Linked DNA regions of Anas platyrhynchos: region 2 is linked to region 1. Evidence: chromatin contacts called from public Hi-C data. All regions are on one chromosome and are shown on one strand. Each heading gives the region's core, a stretch centred on a gene start, on an enhancer-like site or on the middle of the called end of the contact. The rest is flanking DNA. Distances are from core to core; before and after follow the strand shown.

The links. A called contact is a pair of places that touch in the nucleus more often than the background predicts.
Region 2: a Hi-C map of skeletal muscle shows a contact between it and region 1, with 4 times the contacts expected there. The contact joins the enhancer-like site here to the promoter of DONSON in region 1. A contact is called at or near these places in 4 of 8 Hi-C or Micro-C datasets (F1 follicle, liver, skeletal muscle and 1 more).

The regions. Positions count from the first base shown.
Region 1 is chr1:110,894,742-110,897,331 of IASCAAS_PekinDuck_T2T, forward strand. It overlaps DONSON (DNA replication fork stabilization factor DONSON), which reads right to left and starts at 1,299. Exons shown (of 10, transcript XM_038166114.2): 1 at 1-1,299. It overlaps CRYZL1 (crystallin zeta like 1), which reads right to left. Exons shown (of 13, transcript XM_027449164.3): 12 at 2,513-2,558; 13 at 1,447-1,869. The coding sequence ends at 1,770.
Region 2 is chr1:111,027,902-111,030,491 of IASCAAS_PekinDuck_T2T, forward strand. It overlaps ITSN1 (intersectin 1), which reads left to right. Exons shown (of 39, transcript XM_038166093.2): 28 at 354-475; 29 at 1,417-1,523. Among named protein-coding and RNA genes, the nearest start is that of ATP5PO, 21 kb to the right of the region's middle. Within about 2 kb of position 1,305, at least 2 of the 8 cell types and tissues checked have an H3K27ac peak or open chromatin away from gene starts, as enhancers often do.

The DNA of each region.
Region 1 (2,590 bases), core at 49-2,548:
CCTGTAGGGTTGTCTCTTGTCAGGCATCGCGGAAACTGCTACCTGACAGCAGTCAAGAGAGATGTTGCACACCTGGGAAAAACAAACAAGAAACAACAACAAAACACGCAAAAAACCACCTCACCCGTGCAAATATGATCACCATGGGGTAATATGGGAAAGTAGGTGCAGACGCTGTGTCTGTTTGGGGCAGCGAGCTGGGTTTGCCCATCAGCACTAACTAGGGTTCACCCCTGGAGTTTTCTGCTTCAGAGAGGGGCTACAAGGCACCCACCACCACAAAATCTGCCAAAGCACAGAGACATTTACTTCATAACCTGATCTAGCTGAAAGACTAAGATAACCACAGCAAGAGCTAGCCTTGATCTATTGCATACAGAGCCCAAAAAGCATTTTTATTTACAGACAGGAACAACATACCTATTAACAGAAGATCTAGTAAAACAAGAGCTAAGCTATTAAGAAAACAAGCTTTCTTCTGGAGTTTTGTCACTGATTCCTGTTTTATTAAGCCTTATTTCTTTTCTCTTATTTGGTATCCTCTGATTTACTTCATCTTAAAAGCATTTAAGCTAAAAGGAACATTAGGAAAAAATTAGCACTTGGGTAGGAAGCTTCAGAAATTTCAAACTAGCAGAGGACTTGCATACTTAGATGTGTGCACACATGTAAAAGCACTACTTATTTTCAAGGCTGCGTTACATCACATCAGTAGTTAAAATAAGATTTATTCATGCTTTTATAGACTTCCCTTGCATCATTTTATTAATAACCTATGAATCCAGTGACTGACAGAAGATGGTTCTAGAATCATGGTTCTAGACGATCCATTTTCACTCAAATATTCTAACTTCTTACACTGGTTCAAAGTGCTGGTGTCCACTTGAAAAAATTTGCTATCAAATAAGAGCAAGTAGGAAACCACATGCCTTGAAGAAAAACAGCAGTTCCCTCTCTACTACTGATCTGCAGAAAATGCATGGTAATAGAGGATGCTGGATAAACAAATTTGAGCTATGCTATGCATAGGACTGAGGTTAAAAAGGAGAAGTGAAAGTGCACAGAACACAAACATCTTACTGGAAAGATATCAAAGAACATTATAGCAAGACACATAAAGTGCCTCAAACAACTGAATCACACAATCATAGTACCTACAGTCCATAAGCTAATAAGTCAGGTTTACAGTCTCTGGTTGCTAAAATGAAGAGAATCAGCAGGGGGGGAACTCCCACTGTCAGTACCATCTCTCCCCTCTAGGATCTTTGCCAATCCTGATGGCTTGGCCACCCTGTCTTTCAATTATAGAACGATTTTAAATGTGGATTGAAGACTTAAGTGTACTACAGACAGAGCTCAGTCTCAAAGTAGTCAAAAAGAAAATGGAAACATGAAGGGAATTATTGGTAGGGGCTGGAGAAGGGAGAACTAAAACAACCAAACCAGCATTTTTTTCCACTTTAATTTCTTATGGCTGAAAAACAACAAATGAGGTTGCACATAGATGTTACTGACATTTGTAAAGCAAGCAGGGCAGTCAAGATTTGTATGTCAAGACTGTCTCTAGAAGTTGCTGATGGAAATATTTTGCTTAACTGGATCCCAAAAAAACCCTCTGAAGTCTCAGGAACTTCACAGACCATTTGTGCCGAGGTACAAAAGATCTTTAAATTCTGGTTACAGAATTATTTGAAAGTGTACACTCATTTCTTCTTAAATATATCATTTTTCTTTATCTTCCACAGGCTTAGAAATTGGGAAATTACATGTCAGAACTGAATGACTTGTCTTTTTCTTGCTTGATTCTTCTGAACTATTTCCATAGAAACTTTGGCTTCATACAATGGGATCGGTTCATCCAGCTGAGGCCTAAAATGGAACAGTGTGTCAGATATATCTGATGGGCATGCTCAGGTCAACAGAAACATTCTAGGACTACTGCTATAGACTTTACTTTCACTATGCAAACTTTACTCCTTAAACACAATAAAGTTTTATAGCTTTGCTTGAGTTTGCAGAAGAAAGAAAGAGCCTTAGAGCAAACAGGAAAGAGAAGTTTAATTAAAAGATATCCTTCTTACAGGGAAAAGGTGGTGGTGGAGAGGCTTTTGCTCAACAGTAATACTGTTGAGCATTAATAAAAGGATCTTCCATTCCCACCTCATTATGGTTATCTTCCTATCTAGTGAAGCAGTCACTCTTACAAAAGAATATTAGACAAATCTATTGTCTTACACACAGCACCATTTCTCAGACACACTGCTGAGCAGACAGATATATGCTCTTCCTCCACCAAGAAAAGAATGTGCTGCCTCTGTTAAATTGGCATCAGCAGAATCTGGGGTTTTACCCAATTTCCTTATGCTTAGCCTGCTATATTGCAGACAGACCATAAACAGAACCATGTAAGCTATTTGAGACATCTTTTCCTCAGCATCCCAATATACATTTACAGTACAGCACTGGCAAGAGATTACTCCAAAGGCTGAATAAAGAAAAATAATCATCTCACCTGAAAACACTACTTGATAATTTCTCCATTATGTCTTCTAAAATGCGTATCTAAGAGGTCTGTCAAGGTAGCAGCGTA
Region 2 (2,590 bases), core at 55-2,554, 130 kb after region 1:
ACCAGAGAAGAGACATTTTTAGAAATCCTGTTAATGCCACAGGGAAGTCTGCTTTAGTTGTGTCTGGACTGCATGCTTTCATTCTAACGAGACCTCCATGAGACCTCCATTCACTTGCCTTATTAACTAATTATCACCTAGAAATGGCCTTGATTAAAAAAAAAAAAAGTCAGAGACAATGTTTTGAGTCACTAAGGGATCAAGTATTGTAAGCATTGTGCCATTACATGTGAGTTATGTTTAAATGGAGAGGCAGTAGTTACTGTTCATTAAGCATTATTTGACCTACTACAAATCTGGATCAATTTGAAAGTGACCATAAGTGAAATCTAGGATTCTTTTGTGTTTTCCAGGGTGTGCAGACTTGCATCTTCTGGATATGTTGACACCTACTGAAAGGAAAAGGCAGGGGTACATCCATGAGCTCATTGTCACAGAAGAGAACTATGTAAATGATCTGCAGTTGGTCACAGAGGTAAGAAGGAGCAGCATTTTTAGGAGGAGGTTTTATTCACTCATGTTTTTGAATGGATTGATAATTTCACTGTGCAAAGTCATTTGACATCACTGGTCTGTTGGACTTCCTAGGAATGATCTGTATTAAATCTTCATACATACATATATGCCTATATGGGAGTGTGTGTAACTATATATGGACTGTGTGTAACTAGTGGTAAACCCTTGCGTTACCATCACCAAAACACTGATGTTTAAATTATCTTTCCAGTAAACACTTTTCACTCCAGATTTTGAAGTTTTGTTTCTCACGTGTAAGCTCCTAAAGCTTGAGGCGTGTTATGCACCAGTCTCCACATTCACAGTGGCACTCAGTTATCATTTACTCTGCTTCTCTTTAAATGTTACAAAATACATCTCACATGTGAAAAAAAAAGGAATTTGTATAGGCTTTTGCTGTGGGTAATTCTTTTCATAGAGAGTGAAAGCTCTTTTTTGAAAAAGAGATCAAGGTATACAAACCTGGCTCTTTTTTGAAAAAGAGGTCAAGGTATGCAAGCCTGAGACACTATGTAAATCACAACTTCCATAAAGGAGTCCAAATTCACATGTATTTTCAGTTGTATTATCAAAGTAGTTCTGGGATATTTTACAGGAGACATCTGACTAAAATTCCCAAGCTTAAAACAGGTTATCCAGGTCATAATGAACACCACCAACACCAATTCAGATCATTCTCTTTTAAATAAATATGCTTCTTACAAAGATATCGTCAGGGAGCACCGTGGATCTTTAGGGCACAGTGCACGCTTGAAGTCTGTTCCACTGAGTATCACATGCTACTCTGATGTAACGTTGTCTTGTCTCCAGACTAAGGAAGCCTTAGACATCATCAGCCTTAGTCACTTCGATTGTACTTAAGACATGCTTTCTAAATTGCTTAATTTTCTGAATCTATAGATATTCCAGAAACCACTAATGGAATCTGAGCTGCTAACAGAAAAAGAAGTTGCTATGATTTTTGTTAATTGGAAGGAGCTGATTATGTGCAATATAAAACTACTGAAGTAAGTTTTCCCCCCCCCCCCCTTACTTAGCAACTAAAAAATCATGGTCTTCTCCCCCCTGTTCTACTTTTAGCTGCATGAAAATATTTGCCACTTACAAAAATAGTCACCAAAAGAGTATTTGCACGTACTTTGCTCTTGGTGTGCCCGTACTCCAGAAGGCAAGGTCAACTTCTCCTGAAGAGCAGTGCTTGTCAAGGCTACCCACAGTCCATACGTTTACTTCCTATTATCTCAGTCACAGCCCAATATCCAGTTCCAGTCCTATTACCTGTGACTGGAAAGCAAAGTACAACAGTCTCTGCCTCCCTAATTCTGAGTTAGCTGATGTATTCCTTTAGTTATTGTAGGCTTATAACATCTGAATGAGCTGTTTTGTGAGAAGCGTCGCCAACAAAGCCTGGTTTCCTATGGATTTGTGTCCAGTGTACCCTGCACCCTTCCTTCCAAAGTCTCCAACTACTGCAGCCCCAACTCTCTACCATGAAACTCCACACAGTGCAAGTACCCTTATTTCTCCCTTCATTCTCTGTGGCCTCTGGTGGATCCTGTCTTCCTACCTGCATCTTTCTCACTCATCCCTACTGCTTCAGCAAGGCACAGTAAATTCTGTGGTTGGTTTGGAGGCATGCTCATCTGATTGCTCATCTGGCCATTGCCAGACAAAATGAGTAAGGATTGAGTTAAACCTTCATGTTCATAAGTAGGAGGATTAATAAACTTCCTTTTTTTTTCCCTACTGAGCTGCTGTTTTTTATTGAACTTATAGAGACTTAGAAATTTTGAGATATCTCCTCTTTTGTAGAATGTGTTTGAAAATGGCCACCAATATGATGAGTTATGACAGTGGTAGGACAAAGGCAGCTTGATAACAACAAACCTCCTTTTCCTTAGGAAACCAGGCTAAAAACTGGGTAGCTTTGGGCTTAAGGAAGTGGTACTGTTTTTATCCCTCATTCAAGAGCATATCTGTCCTCTCTAAATGAATAGAAAGGGAAATTACATTCCCTTTTATGTTGTGTCTGATCTGGCTTTGTGATAAGTTAATACCAAGTTATAGTTTGGTG